Regions from separate parts of the Mus musculus genome. Here region 2 is linked to region 1. The links are chromatin contacts, called in public HiChIP or PLAC-seq maps. All regions are on one chromosome and are shown on one strand. Each heading gives the region's core, a stretch centred on a gene start, on an enhancer-like site or on the middle of the called end of the contact. The rest is flanking DNA. Distances are from core to core; before and after follow the strand shown. Region 1 holds the start of Nedd9 (neural precursor cell expressed, developmentally down-regulated gene 9). Region 2 has its middle 8.3 kb from the start of Gm32448.

Region 1 (7,377 bases), core at 2,715-5,214:
TAAGAAGAAGGGGTTGCTGAGGGCTTCAGCCTGTGTTGTACAGCGTGCTAAACATGTTATTATCAAGACACCTGCAATTTTGACAAAGCCTCATCTCTGGACATGTAAAGTCCTTTAGCTTTAAACTGGGTTTCCTAGGTAAATATAAAACCATAAATAATGAAGCTATGCTTTTCAAAACGCCTTCTGTCTGCTTTTAAATTTACAGGCAGCACACACCATTTTGAAAGCTGGTGGGGTTGGAAGGGGACCTAAGTTTCCATTGAACACAACAAGCAATTTAGAAAAAAAAATTAAAGCTTATACATCAAACCAAAAAGGGGTATAAATGGTCATTATCAGCTAAACCAAAGGTCTGCTATAACTTCTCCTTTAAGACAGCTTTGGAAAATAAAAATATTTTCTAAGTTCCTCTCCAGAAGCCTTTGACTGTAGCTTTCTCTTTTCCTTGAGTTTCTTTGCTCTCATTCAATTGGACTACAGGAATCTGAATTCCAGACTATAGGTGTTTTAAAAACTGTATTGCCATATTCTACTATACCTTGTTTTTAAAGTCAAACCATTGAAGAGTGATTTTTTCCCTTTCTTTATATTGACTAGAAAATAGATTAAACTTTGACTGCAGACACTTAAGGGTTCTGAAACTTGGCAAAGCCTCAAAAGTGCCTCAGCCGCAAGAACTCAGTCACGTGCTGCACTTAGTGAACACCTTCCAGGCCTGGGCATGAAGTAGGTTGGGCCTCATTCCAGGCCCACACTATGTGGGCAGGGCTTTCAGGGCTCCAGTTAAAGATGAGGGACTGGAACTAGTCCCTCACCTGCAGAAGAAAGGGCAATATCCTCTGGCAACCTTCATATCCTCCCATCTTCTATTGGACAGGCAAGCCAAGGCCATAGAGGCATAAGGAACATAGGCTCTACATTAAAGGAATTTTATATAGAACATTTTGTTGTTGTTGTGTCTGAGACGAGGTCTCACGATGTAGCCTTGGCTGGCCTGGAACTCATAGGGATCCCCCTGCCTCTGACTCCACAAGAGCCGTGATTAAAGGTGTGTTCCACCATGCCTGGCTTCATTATGTAGAATCTTAACAAAGGAAGTTTGTACAATTCACTGTCATTCAGACAGACTCTTCTCAGAGAAATGGAACCTTAAACACCCATGACAGTCTTTCCACGAACAAACAAAAATGTAAGTAAACTAAAAGCAGACTAGATGTGTACTAAGTGGAAAGATTTACCTAAAGCAATAGCTTGCATTCCACAGCCCTCATAGTTGTAATTGCTGGCTGCCTCGAGCTGTGTATTTTGAGGACAAACTGAGTGGAAGTTGATTGCACCCTGGTTATGAACCCTGAAGTAGCTAAACAAGACCATCTGGTTAACAACAGACAAAAAAGAAAGGAAAAAGAAAAGAGAAAGAAAGAAAAAGAAAGAGAAGCCTTTTAAGCCTGACTTATAAATCTTACAATGATCCATTTTTAAGCCCAAGCTAAATTTATAGTTTATGTGCAACATAGTGTTTAAGAGATAATTCCAGACTCCTGGGTTTTACAATCTAATAATTATCTGGTTTTACTACTTAAGTAGCTCCAATTAAACAAATAAATGCCAACTTCGTATTTCAGTTTGCAGAGTTACCACTGAAACAAAATAGAAGACTGACTATCCTGGGAGAATACTTGGGAGGGAATAGTTCTGAACTTTCTGAGGCCAGAACATACTGGTCTGAGGGATGTTTTAGGGAGTTACAGATGATTTCTGTTTTAGGGTTTGCTTTCCCTTTCCTGGTAGTGTTTAAATCACCAGTATTAGATCAAGATCACTTTTAATCCCATGCTCCTCAGTTGGTGTGTCGGAAAAAACCCATCATTTAACTTCTGTGTGCCACAGTTGCTACTTTGGGAAAATAAGTGTGCCTCGGAGCTAATGGGGAGAGTTAAGTGTGACGGACTTGTATCGCTTTACCCATCATGCCTCTGCTTCAGCATCTCCTACACAGAATGACTAATTCTCTCCTGAAAGACAGTTATCTTTCATTAGCTAAATAGACTTTATGACAGAGGGAAAAGTGGCTCGCTTCTGCTATGGTCAACTCAGGGTGCCCATGTGTGAGTTGTTTACTTGGGGAGCATAGCGTTTTTGCTGGTGAAGTTGTCTACAATAATAATGAGATGATGGTGATGATGGTGATGGTGATGATGATGATAAATAACCATGTATTTCTATTGCTCGGCAAAGTGTTCAACTCTGGGCAGACTCAGCCAAGTGGAAAGCATTCCCCAGTTGCAGTTTCTCACCTGCAGTGTAAATCATCAGTCCCCATGATATTTTCTTTCCATAAAGAGCAAAGCGAAACATGATGAGGTCACTGAACCAAAGTGACTTTAGATGTCGTCACATGTCCTCACCTTCTAGACTACAGCACTCAGAGTTCACACCAGCTATTTAATGTCCCAATGATGGACAGAGTTAATCCTTTCTCTTTTCTCTATAACACTGTCTTGATTCAACAACAGGGAGAATGGGAAGGAAAAAAAAAAAAACAACATTGCAGGCTTGATACCATGTATCCCCATCACTTCCAAAAAGATTCTGTTCCTGCCAGGTAGAAAGCTGCATCATTTCTGACTGACTCCTAGAGCTTTCCTTTCTTCTGCCCCTCCCCATAGATGTACGAAATGGAAAGCTGATAGGAGATGACAATAGATATCTGGGTCTTTAGACTGCTGGAACTTCCCCAACAACTATCACTCATGCTTTGGCTCACAGCTTTTGAACAAGATTTATAGACAGGGAACCAGTGGCTGTTAGCTACAGCCTTCTATCCCAAAGGAAGGGCCAGAGGCTACATACCGCAGAGGGAAGCCAAGTTAGCCCCTAGCTAAGTCAGTTAACTGGCTCTGTTAAGTCACCTTACCAAAACGAATTTTTGAAATGACACAGTCCTTTAAAAGTCGAGGACTCATGTCTCTTCACCATTAAAATTAAAAAAAAAATTTTTTTTTAAAAAAAAGGATCGTAAGTAAGTACCGCCAAGTCATTGCCATGAACTGCTACTGGGCCAAGTCCCTTGGAAACTGCCTCATTAGACGGGATGTGCTGAGCAAGGCATAATCATTTTGCCAAGAGTAACCCCAGAAACCGTGGTGCAAAATGCAGTGGAAAATAGAGCTGCCAAAATTATGAGCAGGACATTCTGTAAGCGTCAGGGAAAATAAGCCAGCCGGAGCCTTCATACTTTCAGACCCGTTCAACCCCAATAAAGAGTTATCCAGAAATGACTAACAGCCATTTATTCATAAGGATGTGGGAATTCTCCATCATCGCGCCTATGATAGTGTCTGGGTTTTTAATCTGCTTCTACCGAAAGGACCTCGAGCAGACAGCTTCCCAGATCAAGTGCTTAAGGCAAAAATCTGAAAAGGTGCTTTTAGAACCTGTCAGAGACTCAGCAGTTCTGACTCTCCTTATTATGGCTCCCCAAGCTGGCTTTGGTCAGGCAGAGACCTGCGACTTGCCTGCTGCGAGGCGAGTTAGACACCCTCTGATCTCTGGCGGCGGCTCCTATGCTAACTCTACTCCACCGCCTTCCGCCACCCACAACAACTTTCAGAACCATGCACCAAGAACTAGTGGATCTGAAAGCGCATGTCTGCTGGCGGTACACCCGGGGGAAGCCTGGAAGCGAGATCAGACGCAGCTCGGCAAAACCAGACACACAAGGGATCCCTGCCCAGTTGTCAAGGTGGGAAAGGCGCCGGCCGGCACAGCTGCCTCTAGCTTCTCAGGAGACGGCGTACAAGGCACTCTTACCTTGTACTTCATCTCGGCGGTGATCTGATGAGCCCTGGTCCTATCGAATCACACAGTGAGTGAGGCACTGCAGAGTCCGCCCCTCCATTGAGCGCTGGGCTGGATGGAAATGAGAAGCCTTCGCCTCCCGCGCACTGCGGAGTCTCTGAGCTCACAGCCCAGATCCAGACCAGCACGGCGCGGGCCTCGTTTGCATACCGCGCCGCCATTGGCTGCTGGTGGCGGTGAAGGTAACGCCTCCACCCCGCCCACCTCTAACTTCTGAAACCCTCCGACAAAGAGCGTGTAATACGATCATTTCTTTTCACGTTATCAAAAGGGCGGAGGAGAAAACAGAAAGTGGGGAGGCGGCCCCAGCCACCCGGAGAAATAAAAATATAAAGAGGAAAGACATAGGAACCAGACAAAGGAGGTACGTTCCTTTTGAGAGTAACCTAAGTTTTAAAGAATCCGAATTCACAAAGCAGTCTGACGATCGCGCTTCCTGTGACCTAGCAACTAGTTCATAAACCCATTTCATTTCAAAGCCATTCACCTTACAATCTCTACATGAAACGAGCTGGAGGAACAAAGGGTTTTCTGTCTCCAGTACCCCCCCCTTTTTTTTTTACTAACCACCCCTGCTGATAGCTCTCTTTCCCTGTCTTTTCTCTTCCCCTTCCCTTTTCTGTGGCTGCTCCCCTCACCCCCAAGTGTTCAAAGTACTTTGCTAAGTCAGTCTGCTAGGAGCTGGAAAACATTTCTTTCTCAATGAAAAGGAACTCACTCATAAGCACCAGGCCTTCCCGGTTCTTCTCACTAGGACCTCCGAGGATAAAGGATAGGTGGGAACCCATGCAGGTTCTATAGAACACACCCGATACATCACGCCTGTCCAGCCAGCACTCTCCTCTTTGACCGCTGGCATTGCCAGATTCCGCTTTTGAACACCGAGGCCTTTTCCTTTTGACCTCTCTCCCCCAAATGACCCATTAGCCCACTCACACTTATTATTCAGGGAGAACGCTTCTGTTTGATAAGCCTGGTTTAAAAAAAAAAAAAAAAAAAAAAAAAAGAACAGCCTCTTTCAGGCAGAGCGCGGGACATGATTTGTAGAGCGGTTCCATTCTGAGATTTCTATAGAGAAAGAGAATCACTCAGGAGAAGACAGGCTTTTCTTTTCCTCGGGCCTCAGGACTTGGAGTATTCAGGACTATCCCCCAGTTGGGATGCATTCCAGCCAGACTGCACGACTCGGGTGGAAAAAAAAAATCAGCTCTTACTTCTTTCCTGACTAAGGTAGTCCAGAATCAGTTTTGCCTCCCCAATCCCCTTCTAAATTTCCAATGGATTAAAACTTTTGAAAATAAATGATTTAAGCCAAAAGCATAGGAGAGCAGATGCCGCATAAAAGTGGTTTCTGGGGGTGGGGGTGGGGGTGGGGGTGGGGTAGGGTTTACATTGACAATTGAATCCACATTTGGCTGCAGCTTGGAGTTTGCTCTACAAGATGTCCCTGGCCACCTTCGTGAAGTTGACATCCCGGTTCAGGCCCCTTCCAGGTCATGGCTTTTACTTCCTGATCTCAAAGCCGAATTGAACCTGTGTGATTCGCAAGGTCTTTTGTACACAGATTAGGCACGAAGCAGATTGCGGTAGCAGGATCATCCTGGCAGCCCTGAAGATTCACACTAGGGACCTATGTTTGTAGGACAAGTCAAATCTTTCTCTCTAGATTTGTCCTGGTTCCCCAGGAGACAGAGATAGCATTCCTTTGACTTCTTCAGCAGCCAGGCTGAATCATGCTTAGATGAGTGGATTAAAGCAAGGCTAACCCATTCAACCTCAACATTGCCAAAGCCTGTGCTAGGCGTTTGTGAAATTGTCTTCTCAGGGTAGATGGCTTGATTCCTATCAGGCAAATCGATACACATTCCTTAACTTTGCAATGCTAGCCTTATAAAATGAGGACATAATAATGTGTACCTGCTAGGGAAGAGAGCTAGGGTTTTCCTTGAGTGTGATAGGAAGCCATCTAAGAATTTTGAGAAAAAAACAATTTCCCTGTTTTTGCCCTTATTATCATGCTGTGATCTCAGTGCAGCCTAAGTAACACAAGTCATTTTGTTTTTATTGGTTATGCTCCCTCTAAACCTTTTGGAGAAACACAAATTCAGTAAATAAAGGAATAGCCCTTTCTGTATTGATTGCCTGAGACGCTGAATGTGAAAAATATGAAAAACTGATTATATAATTAAATTATTCAGGAAACCAGTGGGTTGGTTGGTACCTTTCCAGAACCGCCAAGGACCCTGGGCTCAGTCCCAACCCACGCTCACCAGCATCCTACGAGTAGGTGCCTCTTTGGAGAAAGCCATGCCCAGTTAGACCCTACTGCATCCAGGAGTCAGGGAAATGGCACCCGGTGCTTTCTGAGGGATTTTATTAGTAGCCATTGGACGTTGGTCAGAGCACACATGGAAATCAAGCAAATACTGGAACTGCTTGTGGCTCAGGCAGAACCCAGTGGCTATTTTGTCTGGGTGAAGGAACTAGAGCCCATGAGCAAGGAGGAGAGCCCCCTGGGGAATCAGCAAAGAGAACTCAAAGCTGACACGCAGAGACCTTGAGCCCTCTGGGTGTGATCCTACTAGTCATATGTATGGTAAGCCACTCTCCCGACTCTCCACTCTATTTAGAGATTTCTCTTTAGTTTCCTTCCTCGAAATCTCTCTATCTTCAGCGTTACTACCAGTTCCCTTCCCAGAGGACAGAGGGGATGGCGTTTAGATGGAATTGAACAGTCTCTTATCGATATGCTAACATCTTAGGAAGCAGACACCTTGGTGTGGACTATAATGAGAACTTCGCCAATCCTCGTTTCAGTTTTTTTCCTCCACACCCCAGGCTTATTTATACCTTACTGGCATTGCACAGATGGGTCTTTCTACAGAGAATGCTCTGGCTGCTTGTCCGCTATCAGGCCTAGCTCAACACACTAATGCCTTTGTGTGTGCTGGTCCACAGCCCCCGCCCTGCCCACCTCGCCCTTTCAGAACAAATCTCTCCTTCCCCTGACTGTGCTCCCATTGTACTTGGAACACAGATCTCTTAAAAGTGCCTTTTCCGTGTTTGGATGCTGATGGTGCGTTGACGTCTGTTTCTACAGCTTTGGGTGGGTTCTGGAAGAACAAGGTGATGGCTAGTTGATCTCTCTGTCTCTTTATACCCTGTATGTACTTAAGTCATTGCCCTGTGGATCAGGAAGTAATTCAGAGAACACATGTTTACCTCCAAGTTCGGCCTAGTGCCCAGGAAAGAAATAGAAGAAAATCCTTATGTCTGAGAACACCCTCCAGGTCTCATTTGTTAGCATAGACACAGGATGCGCCTTTTCAGAGCCAATGCCAGGCTGCTGTCAGTCCTGTCTCTGTGAGCCAGGAACAGCATTCACATTGCTAAGTGGCTTGGGAGGAGGCAAAAGAATAACATCTTGAGAGATGTAAAAATTAGGCGTAATTCAAATTTCTGTGTTGTCTATACGAGAAAGTTGTGTTGGCATATTTATGTACAATCTGTTGA
Region 2 (7,377 bases), core at 2,541-5,040, 43 kb after region 1:
AAATGGCTGATATCTCCAGCTAGCTTGTTCTATAGATCCTCTGTGCTTTCTAAGGCTGAGATCACCGGCAGGCTGTCAGGCCACCATGCATTTTATTTTTATTTTAAATATTTTTATTAGATATTTTCTTTATATACATTACAAATGCTATCCTGAAAGTTCCCTATACCCTCCCCCCGCCCTGCTCCCCTACGCACCCAAGCCCGCTTCTTGGCCCTGGCATTCCCCTGTACTGGGGCATATAAAGTTTGCAATACCAAGGGGCCTCTCTTCCCAGTGATGGCTGACTAGGCCATCTTCTGCTACATATGCAGCTAGAGTCAAGAGCTCTGGGGGTACTGGTTAGTTCATATTGTTGTTCCACCTATAGGGTTGCAGACCCCTTCAGCTCCTTGGGTGCTTCCTCTAGCTTCTCCATTGGGGGTCCTGTGTTCCATCTTATAGATGACTGTGAGCATCCACTTCTGTATTTGCCAGACACCGGCATAGCCTCATATGAGAGAGCTATACCAGGGTCCCTTCATCAAAATCTTGCTGGAATATGCAATAGTGTCTGGGTTATTTATGATAGCCAGAAGCTGGAAAGAACCCAGATGTCCCTCAACAGAAGAATGGATACAGAAAATGTGGTACATTTACACATAGAGTACTACTCAGCTATTAAAAACAATAAATTTATGAAATTCTTGGACAAATGAATGTATCTAGAGGATATCATCCGTAGTGAGGTAACCCAATCACAAAAGAAGTCATTAGACATGCACTCACTGATAAGTGGATATTAGCCCAGAAACATAGAACACCCAAGATACAATTTGCAAAACACAAGAAAATCAAGAAGAGGGAAGACCAATGGGTGGATACTTCATTCCTCCTTAGAATATGGAACAAAAAACCCATGAAAGGAGTTACAGAGACAAAGTTTGGAGCTAAGATGAAAGGATAGACTATCCAGAGACTACCCCACTCGGGGATCCATCCCATAATCAGCCACCATGCATTTTATAGTTAACATGGGTTCTGGGATCTGAACTCTGGACCTATAAACACCAGTCAGAATCACTATACTTATAAAAAGTCATTTACTAATAAAAAGCTCAAATAATAGTGAGCTGAAGTTATTGGCTCTTGAAGACAATAAAAAATTTGCCAGTGCTTGAAGAAAAGCAATAAAGTTATATTTATTTCAGCTGATCGAAATGGGAGCATTATATCTTGTCTTGGGCTTTTAATCTGGTTCCAGAGAAAATCTAATCTTCTTGAAACTGGAAGGAGAGACTTTGTTTTAAGAAATGTAAGTAAAGTTGAAGATTAAAGAATTGGGATATTTGAACTTAGAAAGAAAGGCTGGGGTTCCCAAAAAGCATTTCTCGTACAAAAGTGCTGATTTCTTCTAGTTTTGAAATGTGTAGCAACAGGCCAAGCTCCTTGATTTTAGTGAATTCAGTGAATGTAGGGAGAATGTGCTAAAGGTGAGATTGAGAGAGATGGCTTACCACATAGCTATGAAGTACTCAGTGTGACATAAGACACCCACATGAAACCTTGGTGTGGCACATATAATCCCAGAGCTGGGGAGACAGGGATAGGAGGATCCCTGGGTCTAGCTGAGTCAGTGAACTCCATGTTCAGTGAGAGACTGTGCTTAAATACTAAGATGGAGAGTAATTAAGGAGCGCACATTCAATGTTGAACCCTGGTCTTTGCATGCACACATCTGCACCTATGTTAATATGAATGCACACAGACACAGATACACACACACACACACACATACACACAAGAAGTTTGGGACTGGAATGTCAGTGGTAATGTTATATAGAGTTGACCTTTGATCTCTGCAATGGCTCTTCTACAGAGCTTGTACTATTACAAGTCTGATCTAGACTCCAGTCAGGCAAGCAATAGGTCAGCAATGTAAACAGCTCCATTTTACCCTTGGATACTGCAGCCTCTTCGGAGAGCAACTGGGAATTTGGGGAAAAGGAGCAAGAGGGAATCATGGTTCCCTTTAGTTTGTTCTGTGTTCTCTCCTATTCTCAGAGAGAAATCCAGTTTGTGATGGTAACATGGCTTCCTCTCTGATTGGCTTGTGCCAATTTAAGTTCTGAGAGTGTGCTAACACAGTGACTCATTCCCCCCACCCCCCAGGGATTTTCTAAGAATAATCTCTTAACTTCCGTTGAAGAATAAGGCCTAAGAAATAAATATCCCTTATTGATAAACAAAAAAGAAAGCCAAGCCTGACCAAAAAAGAAAAGGGTTTGCATAGAGTTCTTCTAGCAACTTGCCAACTTCAACTGAGAAACCAAGTCGCCTGCAGTGGCTTTGATTACAAAATAGTAAGTGACTGACTGACCTACAGGAGGTAGAACCACAGTACCTCCAAGTTCTCCTCCTCTCTTCAGTGTGTGGGGATTGACAGGTACCACCACCACACTGTTCTGAATTTTCAAAGTCTCCAGTGATCCGATACCTCCCAGTATTTCTCTCCTTCCCAGGAATGATAGCTTCACTTACCTACCTAAAACAAACAAGTAGACATGTTCAGCACAGCTGAGACCTCAAGGGAACCTACTTGTCTTATGGGCCTCCAGTGACGTAGCTCTGAAGTAAGAAATCTGTGGGGCATTTCACTTCAGCAGGGGTGGACTACAAGGGACACTTTCCTCCAGTGTCTGTCTGTGTATAGAAGCTGGCAGGCCAGGGAACAAGCCTTCAAAGTTATCACTCATTACCATGAGGGACATTTATGTAATCAATAAGGCACTGGGATGGAGACCATACACCCTTCAGGTTGCTGACCTCACTATGCTTTCCATCCCTAGAGATGCTTCAGACCTCAAAGGAACAAGGCAATGCTTTAAGCAGAAAGCAGAGAAATTAGAAGACCAGACTGTGGAATGGGTGGCTATCAGGATTGGAGGCTGGGTGTTCTAAACAAGGACGGCAACACCAAGGCTAGCTGTGGATAAATGGCACCAGAGCATTGCCTTCAATGGGCACAATCCCAAGAGCTCAGAGTCCTTTACTCATGTGTTTTCCCTGCTTCAGTAGGGCAGAGAAGCCCACTCAGAGTGCTATAGAAGGTTTTGGGAACATGGCTGGGGATGGTCTTAGCAGTGACCAGCTTTTGGTTTACTTCTTGGAGGGCAATGCTCCCAGAGACTAGGAGAAGGCGCATTCTAAGAGCTTCATAGTTGACTCTACAGAATGGGAGCATTCTGAGAGTGAATCCATCAACGTAAGACTTGGAAGGATAAAGGCAAAAAGTCCTTAGCCTTGCTAGGCATTCATGGACCTACTCACAGTGCTTAGCAAACTAAGGCAGGAGGATGTTAAACTTCAGGATAACTGACTTGGTGGTGAGACCACCCCTCCTGTCTGTAAAAAAGCAGAGCCATTGTCCTGCTGCAACTGTTACAGGTGGCTGGGGCTAAAGTCCAGTTCATCAAGGACACTCTAAGTCTTTATCTTAGAGGCTGGCCTCCCTGGCTTGCTCAGCTCCCCCCCCCCCCCCCCGCCCTTGTCACCCATTTCCCCAGCTGTTGTTGGTAAGGGGATGGTAAACACACGCATAGCTGAAGGGTGACTGTATCCCTCAATTCTGCATTCGTGCCACTGCTCTATAAACTGGACTGGAGTATTGAGAAGCAGCCCGAGCTGCAGGACACAGCGTTGCCCTTGGTTCTTATAAAGTGATATATTTTCCCAAGCTCCTCCTTGGTGGTCCCAGGACAGTAGGCAACTGTTCTTTCACAGACCAGGCTATGGCTGAGCTAGCCTATCAAGCCAGTAACTCCTCCCTCTGCTTTCTCCCTTGACTCCCCAGCCCGGGAGCTTGCCTTTCTTTTGTCCAAATTGAAAAGTCAGGGTTTCCATGTCTCCAAGGAGAACTTGTTATGTGGTGAAAACAAATCGATCCTGCTATTCACCTCCACTGATAAATCTTTTTACTTTTAAAAGATGGCGTCTCATAGATGCCAGGCTAACCTCAAACATGCTGCTTCGTATTGATCCTCCAGTCTTCCCAATCTCCACTGGGATTAAATACAGGTCTGTGCTACTGTTTTATCTATCCTCTGGCCATTTTTTAATTTCACACTCCTTCCACCCGTGAGTGTTTCTTCTAGGAAAGGACAGGCTGAATGGAAGATGTGATGCCGTAGCCTCTATGCTCTCAAATCCTCCAGATGCAATGAAGCAATTGTTTCCTCCTTTGGCTATGCTTGGGCTCTGTCTTGTCTCTTGCTGTGTGCACAGCTGCATTGGTCCAGATTTGCAGTGAGGGTTTCCTCTCTGGTTGGACCGGGCAAGTTGTGCCTGACGAATTTACTTCAAGGTCATTAACTAGAAAAAAGAGGAAGTCCCATTTTTTTTTTCATGAATAACAGCAGGCATGTCTTTCTTTCCTCCCTAACATCAGGTTGATTGGTTTCTTGCTGCACTCTCCACTGTCCTTGGCTTACACGGCCCCTAGAAATATGTGACCAAGGTTCAGAGCCAAAAAAGTGAGACCACAGAGGAGTCTCTGTGTTCAAGAAAAAATAACTAGGAGCTGCCCTGGGAGGTCCCCTTCCTGTTACTGGCTTCATTCTGGTCATACTTCAATGCACACTCCCTCAAGGGTGCAAAGAAGAGAACTGTTCATCCCATATACACACTCGATTGTTTGAACTCCTTTTAGTCCTTTGTAACTGCCTGCTGGCTTTTCCCTTCTCTCCAGGTTCAACCGGTTGCTTCTCTCTGGACCCCGAAATCACTGGCCTGTGCACACTTGAACCTGCTTCCTACAGCAGCAGGGTCTGGGGAATATTGGTCACCAAGCTCCATTTGTTTTTATAGATTATTAGCAGATCTTCAAAGGGACCATGGACTTTGTGCTAGCCTATGGGAAGAAAAACAGTCTATTAAAATGTTGCCTCATTAGCCTGGTTCTTTGAAGGTAAACAGCATAGGACAAGGTATGTTGGATGGCTTGTAATGTTGAGACTTACATAGGTATATGATTATCTACCTCCATATTTTTGTGTACTTAAACCTAACAGAGGTATTTTTGTTTTTTTTATCTGATTTTTTTTTTTTTGAGGTAGTTAGTCCTTAGGCTAACCTCACAATTGCTAGAGAGCTGAGGATTGACTCAAATTTCTGATGCTGGTATTCTAGGTGAGAGCCACTATGCTCAGCACTAACAGATACATTCTTGAAAATTATATGTATACACACACACACACACACACACACACACACACACACACACACAGACACACACGCACCACATACCCATAATTCCAGGAAGATCACCACCTTGATCTACATAGTGAGCTCTAGGCCAGCTGGGACTACATAGTGAAATTTTGTTTCTAAAATGACCAGACAATAATAAGCACATTAAACATTATGATAACTAGCACCAAAAGACTGGTTACTTAAAAATGAAAAACGGGGTTATAAATAAATAGTGCCTCTCTACTTAGCTTTTACCAAAACAAGTCCATACAAAGGGATGGACTTTGCTTACAGCAAGGGCAGTCTGGATCATGACAAATGCCACACACACACACAATGCCTGGGAGGCCAATGCTTGTGACCGTATCTCTGCCTACTCCCTCACGCTGCTCTTTACACTGTCCCACCCTGGGCTGAACTCCGTGCTCCCTTTCCAGCTGGCAGAGTCCCTCCTATTAGTGACTCAGTATGACTTCATCTATTTCAAGGTTTTGAGTCAATATTATCAAGATCCACATTACGCAAGGCATTGTTTACACAACTGGAGGCAGAAATGGACACCCAGTAACTCACAGGGCACTTGTAACTTTGGAGCATCACCTGGTCTGGGCTTGCTCTTTGGGAAGCACTTCTACACACCCAAACAGCCTCCTTTCCACGCGTGCCAGGGTGAGCGAACACGAATCTGAAGTGCTTTGTGTTCTTTTGTGTGTAACTGGGTCTCTCCTCCCTAGAACTTTCCTAGTTGCCCACACAAACAGCCTTTCCCTATGCAGGGTTGCTCTACCCACTTCTAATGGTGCCACTCAGCCAAATGCTACAGTGAGACAACTGTGGGCTCTTTTGTCCGATCATTTTCTTTTTATTATTATTATTTTTTTATTTTTTTATTACGTATTTTCTTCAATTACATTTCCAATGCTATCCCAAAAGTCCCCCCCCCCACTCCCCTACCCACCCATTCCCATATTTTGGCCCTGGCATTCCCCTGTACTGGGTCATATAACGTTTGCCTGACCAATGGGCCTCTCTTTCTAGTGATGGCCGACTAGGTCATCTTTTGATACATATGCAGCTAGAGTCAAGAGCTCTGGGGTACTAGTTAGTTCATAATGTTGTTCCTCCGATAGGGTTGCAGATCTCTTTAGCTCCTTGGGTACTTTCTCTAGCTCCTCCATTGGGGGCCCTGAGATCCATCCAATAGTTGACTGTGAGCATCCACTTCTGTGTTTGCTAGGCCCTGGCCTAGTCTCACAAGGGACAGCTATATCACCGTCCTTGCAACAAAGGCTTGCTAGTGTATGCAATGGTGTCATCGCTTGGAGGCTAATTATGGGATGGATCCCTGGATATCATTTCAGAGCAAAACCAAACTGTGGTATTGAGGCTAACTTCCAAGAGTCCACTCCGCATGAAGTCCAGGAACCAGGTTAGAACTGAGGTTGCTGGTTACTATGAGCGTCAGTGGAACATGTCAAGTTTGCACGTATTCTCATTTCAAAGTTTTACAGGCGTAATAAAGGTGGTTTATTACCACAGATGGGATTTCAGAATGCTGATCTGGCCCCTAATCCACCCAATCCCATGGACAGGGAGTGTCCCTGCATCTGTTCTGAAGGGTCACCCAGGCTATGCCCTTAGATACTTACTCAGACTTGGAAACGATGCCCCAGTCATGAGTCAGACTTGGTCCAAGGTTAATGCGGCAGGGATCACATACTCTGGGTATTTCCAACAGGCAAGGGTAGGACACTATGGGTAAAGCTCACAGAATGTGGTTGTCTACCTGTGCTTCTTGCTCTCCAGGAGGATGAATGCATGGGAGTTTCCCATTTCTCACTCATAAGTTCCTTGATCCATGCCTCAGTCTACTTGCTCCTTGGGCTCACTGTGTTTAAAGAACTGTGCTCCAAGTAGGGTGTGCTGAGCTGAGCAAGGTCCATTGCAGTATAGGGAGACCCACAGCACATCTGTCCAGATGGCAAGACCCGAAACTTCCCAAACATCAAATGCCAGGGAGAATGTGGAGACAACAAAATCTTTGTCCATGGTTGGATGGAAGGAAGCTGGTGTAGCCATTATAAAAAAAAAATGGTATGCAGACGCTTCAGGAAATTGAAAACAGAGCTAGCTTATGATATAGCAATC

Evidence for each region. HiChIP or PLAC-seq counts read pairs in DNA pulled down with a chosen protein or histone mark.
Region 2: an H3K4me3 HiChIP or PLAC-seq map of intestinal villus epithelium shows a contact between it and region 1, with 23 read pairs. The contact joins the enhancer-like site here to the promoter of Nedd9 in region 1. A contact is called at or near these places in 3 of 15 datasets of contacts at CTCF or cohesin (the NIH/3T3 cell line, large pre-B cells and pro-B cells), 19 of 484 Hi-C or Micro-C datasets (the C2C12 cell line, CD4 T cells, CD8 T cells and 11 more), 11 of 115 datasets of contacts at active chromatin or transcription factors (the 230-238 cell line, CD8 T cells, the SCID.adh cell line and 8 more) and 3 of 9 other capture datasets (adipose tissue, liver and pancreatic islet).

What each region holds. Positions count from the first base shown.
Region 1 is chr13:41,355,037-41,362,413 of GRCm38.p6, forward strand. Nedd9 (neural precursor cell expressed, developmentally down-regulated gene 9) reads right to left here and starts at 3,965. Exons shown (of 7, transcript NM_017464.5): 1 at 3,817-3,965. The coding sequence starts at 3,828.
Region 2 is chr13:41,398,336-41,405,712 of GRCm38.p6, forward strand. It overlaps a transcript of Nedd9 not described here. Among named protein-coding and RNA genes, the nearest start is that of Gm32448, 8.3 kb to the right of the region's middle. Within about 2 kb of position 3,791, at least 108 of the 459 cell types and tissues checked have an H3K27ac peak or open chromatin away from gene starts, as enhancers often do. A contact at or near this core is called in the 230-238 cell line, the C2C12 cell line, Sertoli cells and 10 more, where this site is marked.